2 separate regions of the Sus scrofa genome follow, and region 2 is linked to region 1. A link is a contact called in public HiChIP or PLAC-seq data. All regions are on one chromosome and are shown on one strand. The core of a region is the stretch at or near the end of the contact, and the rest is flanking DNA. Distances in the headings are between cores, read along the strand shown.

Evidence for each region. HiChIP or PLAC-seq counts read pairs in DNA pulled down with a chosen protein or histone mark.
Region 2: a contact with region 1 is called in an H3K27ac HiChIP or PLAC-seq map of alveolar macrophages. The contact joins two enhancer-like sites. A contact is called at or near these places in 5 of 47 Hi-C or Micro-C datasets (alveolar macrophages, embryonic fibroblasts, heart right ventricle and 1 more) and 2 of 2 datasets of contacts at active chromatin or transcription factors (alveolar macrophages and skeletal muscle).

The regions. Positions count from the first base shown.
Region 1 is chr15:58,825,868-58,830,604 of Sscrofa11.1, forward strand. The region is part of intron 2 of LOC106506245 (a long non-coding RNA gene); the gene reads right to left. Among named protein-coding and RNA genes, the nearest start is that of HS6ST1, 240 kb to the right of the region's middle. Within about 2 kb of position 2,029, at least 6 of the 83 cell types and tissues checked have an H3K27ac peak or open chromatin away from gene starts, as enhancers often do. A contact at or near this core is called in alveolar macrophages, where this site is marked.
Region 2 is chr15:59,122,361-59,127,260 of Sscrofa11.1, forward strand. No RefSeq gene overlaps it. Among named protein-coding and RNA genes, the nearest start is that of HS6ST1, 58 kb to the left of the region's middle. Within about 2 kb of position 1,466, at least 2 of the 83 cell types and tissues checked have an H3K27ac peak or open chromatin away from gene starts, as enhancers often do. A contact at or near this core is called in alveolar macrophages, where this site is marked.

The DNA.
Region 1 (4,737 bases), core at 779-3,278:
GCTTGTCTTTTATCTCACGTTGACGCTTTCCTGGGATGAGACCCCCACCTGAGCTAAGGACAGTGCTTTCTCTTCCCCTTTTCTTCTCTGGCATGTCCCCTTGTGAACCGAAATGGCCTCCTGAGTGGGCTGAGAAAGACCCTCCTTCAGAGCAGGGGAGGAGGGCAGTTCCATCACCGTCTGCGCCCAGGGCCGGCACCCCAACTCCTGGCTCTTCAGAGGTGGTGAAACAGTGGACCATCACCCATGCTCAGGAGCCTTGTGGTGCTGGAACAGACAGGGTGAGCAGTGAGCTCACTGGCCATCCCAGCCTCGCTCCTATAGCAACCAGGTATGTTTATGCCACATCTAAGAACTACTAAGTGAATAAGACTTAGTTTAATCTATTATGAATTTGAGATCTGTAAGATCAATTTCAGAAAGTAAAGGGGAAAAGGAAAGATGGATCATGAGCTGGAATTGGCATGGTAGCACAGCTCCTAGGGGCTAAGGCACCAACTGAATAATCACAGAAAGTGTTATGTGAGGCAGGATGGCAGGGCTGACACAGAAGGAGAGGAGACTCAGGAGACGCTGAGTGCTGGGGTGGCACCCCTCCCCAAAGCCAGGAGGGGGCACTCTGGGTGCAGCTCTGCCCAGCAGTCTGGAGGGGACAGCTCTGCCCAGCAGGCTAAGAAAAAACTCAAAAATAGACAACTCTGCTAACACATTGGGGTGTAAGGGGGAGTGTATTGATGTTTGCAACTTTGAAATGCATCCGAAATTAGAAGGACTGATGGATGGAAAGAAGGACGGATGGAGAAACAATGATAAAGCTAGTATAGGACAATGTTGCTGGAACTTAGGTATGCCTAGATGAAATTTTTTTTTTTTTTTTTTTTTTTTTGCTATTTCTTTGGGCTGCTCCCGTGGCATATGGAGGTTCCCAGGCTAGGGGTCCAATTGGAGCTGTAGCCATCGGCCTACACCAGAGCCACAGCAACGCAGGATCCGAGCCGCGTCTGCAACCTACACCACAGCTCACGGCAACGCCGGATCGTTAACCCACTGAGCAAGGGAAGGGACCGAACCCGCAACCTCATGGTTCCTAGTCGGATTCGTTAACCACTGTGCCACGACGGAAACTCCGAAAATTTTTATAATAAAAAGGTTGGGTAAAATAGTAAATACCTGCTCTTCCAAATTACCATAATAATTACATGAGATAATGAATGTGGAAGGGCTCGCTACACTACAGAGGAGTTACAGATGTTTTAAATGATTAAAATAGTGTAATGGCATAACAAGGGGAGGTTAAAGAGATAAGGAAAGAGATGAGTCCTTTCAAGCCAATAAATAAACTAGAAATAACAAAGGAAAGGCAAGGTGGATTTCTGGCAAAGAAGAAATACTGAATATAATCAAAATGAATGCAGAATGAAAAGAAAAAATGATTAATTTTTTTAAATCAGTGGGCATGTAGAGCAAACAAATAGCAAAGTTATGGATAATTGGTATCCCTAAAATAGCTAACCTACCAAATGGAAATAAAAAATATTCAAAGGTAAATGAGAAGGAAGTACTTCTGGAAAAAAGGGAGAATTGTATCTGCAGATTGAAAGGGTACTGCATATTTCAGAAGAAAATGATATAGGAAAAGCAATACTAAAACATATTCTAGTAAGCTTAATCAATGAAAAAAAAAAAAGAAAAGAAAGTCTTGGAGTTCCCACTGTGGCACAGAGGGTTAAGGGTCCAGTGTTGTCACTGCAGCAGCTTAGGTCACTGCTGTGGCTGGGGTTCAATCCCTGGCCCGGTGTGGTGGGTTAAGGATCCAGTATTGCCACAGTTGGGGTATAGGTCTCAGATGCAATTCAGATTTGATCCTGTGAATTTCCATATGCCATGGTGCAGCCAAAAAAAAAAGAACTTCTTACAAGGAAGGAAATCTGGTTGCTTTCAGATTTTTCCCACCACCACTAAGTTCCAGAAAACCACAAAGGAATGTACACTAAGCCAAGTTGAGCAATAGGCAACCTCAAATATGCAAGTATCCAAACTATTGCACACATGAATTTTTCTCGAAAGTCCTAAAAACATCCAGGCAGCCAAGGCAAACAGGGAGATGCCGGGTACAAGAACTAGAGATGGCCTGGCAGTGGGTAACTCACACAACCAGGGCTAAAGAGATTCAAAATACGATTCCAGCAGGTCAACATTCTGACATTATAAACTCACCAGAGCTGGAAGTATGAGCAGGAAAGGCATTTGAAAAAAAAAAAAAATCTAAATCTTTTCTTTTTCTCATGTTTCATAATGGGTTGTAATTACTGTCTGAAGGTTGACAAAGAAAGAAATGGAGTTTTCAGTATTTGTATAAACATAAAATAGGGAGTTCCTATTGTGGCTCAGCAGGTTAAGAACCCCAGTAGGATCCATGAGGTTTTGGGTTCGATCCCTGACCTTACTCAGTGGGTTAAGGATCCAGCGTTGCCATGAGCTGTGGCTTAGGCTAGCAACTGCAGGTCCTGTTGGAACCCTAGAACGGGAACTTCCATATGCCGCAGATGCAGGCATAAAAAAGAAAATAAAATATATATATAGCTAAAAAATAAGACAATTAACTTCTATCTTACTGGCAGAAAACATACAAACTACACACACACACAGAAAACATTAGCACAGTAACATAACATAAAAAAGACAATAGAACTGAGATCAAACTTGACAGATATATCCATAAGTGTAATTAGATAACCGCACACCATAAAGATTATATTTGAAAAATCTACTTGCTGACAAAAAAAAAAAAAAAAAAAAAAAGCTGTATTGAAAGCAAAGTCACTGAGAAGCCTGGGAGTAAACGGATGGGCAAGACTGGGGCTATGAAAATACAATCCATCAAGACAATTCAAGGGAAGCATTCTGGAGCAGAAGACGCTTTATAATGATAAAGAGGATAATATGCAATAAAGCTCTAACTGTCAGGAAAACGTATGTGCCAACGAATCCGGTGCCAAATGCATAGGAAAAACTACAGTAAATACATGGAGAAATAGAAACACAACAGTAGCAAAAAGACAGCACTCACTTCTCTCTGCCTTTCACCAATCCACCACAGTAATGCAATGACAAACGATTAAGGTGAGGGGAGGCCAATAACAAAAAATGAATCACTATGTTTTAGACTCTGCCCTGCCAATGGGACGTTCCCATCTTTTCAGTGCCCATGGGACATTCACAAATGGTGACACTTGCAGATCTCAATGGCCCACTGCTCACAGAGGCGTGGACAGGGTACAGGGAAGAAGGGCACCTGGGGACCAACTCCTGGGACTGGAGAAGTGAGGGAAAGATGTGCTGTTAGAGGTATGAGCCCAGGGAGGGCAGGTGCTGAGGTGGGCTGGGGCTAGAAAGGCCATGACACTGTGTGCCAGCCAGCAAGGCTGCTCAGGAGACACACAAGTTGGCCTCCTGGAACCAGATGGGGCAGAAGAGGGCAGAAAAATAGATGGGGAGTAGCAAAGAGAAAATTTGCAACACACGAATTTGATCAAGAAAAAAAGAAAAAGCAAAATGCCCTAAGTTAGAAGTGAGAATGGGAAATAACCACAGAAAAAATTGATGTCATAACAAAAGCACGTTACTCAAATCCATGCAAATGCATATGAAACCCAGAAGAAATCAATGAATTTCCAGGAAAATATGAGTTATGAAATTTGAATATGGGGAAATATGCAGAACATAGAAAAATAGCAATGAATTATTATAGGGAAATATTTTTGTATGTCAATTCCATAATCAGACATTTTATTGAATTTCCTATTTTTCTTCTTTTTTTTTTTTTTTTTTTTTTTTTTTTGCTTTTTAGGGCCACACTGCGGCATATGGAGGGCCCCAGGCTAGGGGTCTAACTGAAGCTATAGCTGCCAGCCACGCCACAGCCACAGCAACGCCAGATCTTTACCCACTGAGTAAGGCCAGGGATTGAACCTGAAACCTCGTGGTTCCTAGTCAGATTCAGTTTCCCCTTCGCCATGACAGGAACTCCTGAATTTCCTTATTTTTCAAAAAGTTCTCACTAGATTCTCCTGCTCGTGTCAGGTACACAATTAAGTCACACGACAATAATGACAATTTTGCTCCCTTCTTCCCAATTTTTTTGTTAATGGATGCACCCACAGCACATGGAATTTCCTGGGCCAGCGATTGAATCCAAGCTGCAGCTGTGACCAGGAATCAAATATGTGCCTCTGCAGCAACCCAAGCCGCTGCAAACAGATTCTGAACCCATCTCACCACTCTGGGAACTCCCCCAATTTTTATGTCTTACCCTTTTTATTTCTAGCTCTATTAACTAGTCCTTTCAGGACAGTTTTGGAAAATCCTGATGAAAATGACCATCTTCACCCCATTTCTACCGTTAATAAATGGCATGCTTTCAGCCTGCCCTTGTGCCATGGAAGCTGGTTTCTGGTTTGAGTTTCTTTGTCTCCCTATATGAAGGAAGTGTTTACTCCTATTTTAGATGTGACTGTATACTTTCATCAAATCCCATCTTGGCTTTAATGGAGATAATCACAGACAGCATTTTATTTTCCTTAGAACTCTTTAATATAGGAAATTATTTCCCAATTCTTTTTTCTAATATTAGTTGTTTCCTGGCGGTAAAATATTACTGCATTCTTAGAATGCGCCCCTATTGGTTGTATTGCATTATTTTATTTTACTTGTTGTTGTTGTTGCATTATTTTAAAA
Region 2 (4,900 bases), core at 216-2,715, 300 kb after region 1:
AATGCTGAGAGTACAGCCATTTTTTAAAAAAGGAGTTCCTGTTGTGGCTCACTGGGTTAAGAACCCGACTAGAATCCATGAGGATGGAGGTTCGATCCCTGGCCTCACTCAGTGGGTTAAGGATCCAGCATTGCTGTAAGCTATGGTGTAGGTCACAGATGAGGTTGGGATCTGGAGTTGCTGTGGCTGTGGTATAGGCCAGTAGCTGCAGCTCCAATTCCACCCCTAGCTCAGGGAACTTCCAGATGACACAGACACAGCCCTAAAAAGGAAAAAAAAGATACCACAAAAAAGAGGAAGAGACATCAGAGGAAAAATCCAGGTGAAGACACAGGAAAATATGCCCAACTACAAGACAAGGAGAGTAGTCTCAGGAGAAACCAACCTGCAGATACCTTGATCTTGGACTTTCAGCCTCCAGAATGGTGAGAAATGGTGAGAAACTGCTTAAGCCATATCCAGCCTGTGGCATTTTGTTAGGAGCCCCGGCTGACTGAGAGAGTGCCCATGCAGCCAAGGGCAGCTGGACAGCTGGGGGGACTGGTGTGGTGGTGAGTGAGGTGTCCACCCAGCACAGCCTTTTTCACACCCTACACAGTCCTCCCAGGGAAGCCGGCCCTCCTGCCTGCTGGCCTGGCAGAGCGGGTCCCTCCAGCACTGCCAGGCCCAAATCAAGGCCCCCACCAACAACATCTGCTTGTCTTCCAGACCCCTTGGTCCACTTTAGGGACCACCATTTTTTCTCTGGTTGTGAAAGTTAGATTTACCTAGTAAATTTCACTCAGAAAGAAATCACAATCTCATAGTGGAAATTAAGACCATCCAAATGAGAACCAGCAAAGATCAGTTATTCAGAGGTTGTGTACCAGTGGAATTAGCCACCATCATGTGCATTTTGGTAAAGATTCAAAGGCAGACAGAGGAGTCAGAGAGGTTTATTGCAAAAAAGAATGGCAGGTTCAGGTGTGCCTTGAATGGAGCAGAAGTTAAGTGTTGAATCTAGGTAGTAGGTGTATGGGTGTTATTCTAACTGGTTTTTCAATTTATTTATTTTTTCTTTTTTGGTCGCCCTGCAGCATATGGAATTCCCAGGCCAGGCATCAGATTCGAGCTACAGTTTCAACCTATGCCACAGTGTGGCAACGCTGGATCCTTAACCCACTGTGCCAGGCTATGGGTCAAACCACATCTCAGAACTCCAGAGACATGCTGATCCCATTGCATCACAGTGGGAACTCCTTGACTGTTAGAAAAATTTCAGAAGAAGTTGGGAAAAATGCTGGCACTGCAGTTTTTTAAACATAATGTTGACCGACAAATTGCAGAACATGAATCACTAGCTTGAATAAAAAATCCCACAACTTCATTTTTATTTACGTGTCTCCACATTTTTTTTTTCACACAACAGTGCCCAGGGGTCAGGGTTCAGCCAGTTGTGGCCTATCCAAGCTGAACAGCCCTGCCACTGTCCTTCAGGAGGCCACTGACCGCCAGTCCTTGCAGAAGTGGCAGCCCTACTTCCTAGGTACACACATTTGACAGGCAGCTGCAGACAGCTTCCTGGGAGGCCAGTGCTCAGGCAGCCTAGCCCCTGGCCCCCTCCTCCCAACTCAAACACCCGACCTCCCTCTTGGGTAGAATTGGCCTCCAATCCTGAGGGAGATGCTCATTGCATCTCCAGCCACAGCTGCCCTGTCACACTTCAGTGCAGCCAACTCAACCTTTGTCCCTGTCCTCCACCCCCAGCTTCATGGTCGTAAGCCCCCCCACACCCCCACTCCAGCTTCAGGACAGCCACACAAGGCCAAGTGCTATTGAGGCGTGTGTGTGTGTGTGTGTGTGTGTGTGTGTTTTAAAGTGGATTAATCAATCAACCAAGTTGTATCTGCTGGGCCTGATGGTTTTTTGGTTGGGGTTGGGGGAGGGCTGATGTATTTTAACAGATGCTACCCAACTGCTTCCCTAATGTCCAAACCCAGGAAGAACTGTGCTCTTTTTCTGCAGTGGACAGAGGTCCCCCTTATGCAGGGCTTTCACAGCTGCACAGGGACCAGTTTGCTCCAGCTCCCCACATGTTCCACATAGATCTGTGCAAAGCCTCCCTCAAAACCACGTCCCATTGTTTCTCTGACTTTTCTCAGGCCCAACTAAACTTCATCAGCTGATCAACACTGCTGGGTGTAGATAAAAAAAAAATCACAGCCAAATTCCCCTGTAGAGTTTTGCCTCAGAGAAGAAACGCTGCCTATTAGTGGTCCAGAGGACAAGAGGAGCTTGGACCTCCAACCCTAATAGGGATGGAGTAGGATAGTTACTCCGGTAGTTTGTAGAAGTCCCAAAAGGTACCATAGATAGAGAGGGAAACCTAGGGAACTTTGGGAGATCACTGTGAGTTAATAATCACTTAAGAAAGCCATCGGATCGAAGTAGGCTTACCACAAATAAAAGCAGGAGATATGCCTTTCAGGTCATTACCCTTTATGACCAAGTGCAGGAGTTTAAGGACCGCTCTTCCGCTGATTTGAATAAGCACCATGACAGTCCTAGTTTGACCTTTTAGGGTCAAATACCCTCTTACCAGATACCAAAGAGGAGCTACTGCTCAAAGAAAGAAGAAGAGGCAGTCTTTTGCCACCCCCACTTCCCTTGGGTTATAAAACTGTCACCCAGCTACTCCCCAGGGCAGAGCCTCCTTGCCTGTCCACTTGCGCCTCTCACAAGCATCCTATCTTAATAAATCAATCTATTTCTTGCCTATCACTTTGTCTCTCACTGAATTCCTTCTGCACTGAGGCACAAGGAAGCCAAACCTCAGTAAGTGCAGACACTGGGTAAGTGATTCTAAATTAAAAACCATAGGTTCAAGTTCCAATCTGGATTCTGGCTGGGTAAGAATCTCTGCATGTGAGTTCAAGTCCTGGTCTGGGGTTCTGGCTGGGTTTGAGTCATAAGTGTTGTCATTTTCACACCTGTCCCTCCCTCTCCACATATCCAGCCCCTCTAGTTTCCTGTTTCCCCAGAGGGAGCTGGCAAACCACACACACCTGTGGCCACCCTGCCTGAGGGTATTATCAGAGGCAGAATCATCTAAACCACGTGTCTCTCTCAGATCCGGAGAGCCCTTAGCGTCTCAGAAATACCTAAAGTGTCCATTTATTGAGTAGACCGGTCCAAACCTTAACAAGTAAGTATATGGTAAGAACTTAGTAGCTGTTTGAAAGTCATGTACATGAATTTTAAGAGACTTTTTATTTCATTTTTACATAACTGCAACCATTAGTTATTAATGGGGTATGTGGACTTTGGGGGCGCTGCACAGCTTCTCAATCCTCGCAATCAGATTGTATGTAGCCTGCCCCAGGGTGACTTCCACATGGCACTGAAACTCAGCTTTACGAAGACAGGGTCATGGCTTAAAGGGCTGCAGTGTCGTCTGATGTGAAGACAGCATCTCCCAGCGTGTCCAGCAGAGGGCGCGCCTTCCCCAGAACTGAGCATGCGCAGCTAGCGCTTCTCCCTCCCCCGGGCTCCGGACTCCTGGCCCCCTGCCCCTCCGCCTGGGCCAGCAAGAATCAGGTAAAGTATGGAAGAACAGGAGGGTCCTGGGCTGGGACGTTGTCTAACCAGGTAGGAGCCTGCTTCAGGGGTCGTCGCTAGCATAGAGCACAGGCGCCGGGGTCCCTGCTCCCGAGACCCCACCTGTGCGCAGCTTGTTCCCAGGGGCCTGGGATGAGGTAGAAAGATGCCGCCTTAGGGCCAAAAGGGGACCAGTGGCGGGACGCGCTCCAGCCGCACGACTTTCTTAGGCCACCTCCGGGGGCGGACCCTGACAGACCGCGGGAACCGCAGGCAGCCCCTGGGCCACGTGACACAGAACGCTAGACGGAGGCGCTCTGGCAGTGAGCCAGGTGTGGTCCATGGTGCGGCTGCTGCAAGCCTGCACCGGCCCTGGGTCTGTCTCTGCGATCTGCAGTCCTAGGAGCCATCCCCGGGCTGGGGCCCCAGCCTCGAACACAGCTGAGGACAAAGAAGATGCTCTGCAAAGGCGTTTAAAAGAATTCAGAAAGAAGACAAAAAATACACAAGCCGTGTTCAAAGTATTTAGTTTTGAAGTGAGAATATAGGCTATTTTCTTGTGTTTCTGTATCTTTTAGACTTTCTAAATTGCGTAGATATCACCAGGATAAACGTTTTAAAGCAGTGGTTTACTCACAAAGCATTCCTCTCCATCTAGGAGGGCTAAAGTCTGAAAAGGAAGAATGCAAACTCCAGGGGCCTGGACGAGTTAGGTGAATGAGAGGGCAGAGCTGAACAAAAGGCAATAGGGAGAGGTGGGGACTACAGAGAACCATTTGCTCTGAAGGAAGCAGACCCCCTCCAGCTCCAGCTCATCTTTAATCTTAAAATCCTGAGGGCTGGCGGGTTTTACAGATAGGAAAAGGGGAGGGTAGAAGCAGCTGCAAGAAGCTCCCATGAGAGGGCAGGAGGTGCAGGAGAGCGGGGTGCTGGCGCCACCTGCCGTCTCCGTGGTTGCACCTTCCAATGAGCAGCACCCTGACCCACCAGCGAGTGACTGAGGAGTACTTCCACTCGCCACCGCCCGCCTCCTTTCATCTGCTCAGCAAAGCGAGTTGTCTGACCTCTCAAAGACTTTGTAAGAGGGGCGAGGGGGGCAGTGAAAACTCCTAGGAGGTGGCCTTGGGGCAGGGAAAGATTTCTTAAGGCAAAAAAGAACATAAACAAAAAAAAAATGCGCTTTTAAACTTGTTACAATAAAATTAAGATGTTCTGGTCTTTAAAAGACACTGAAGAAAATGAAAATCAAGCAACAACTGGAAAAAAGAAAACAAAGATATTTAGAATATATATACCTAAAAAAATTTGAAACTTTATATATTTT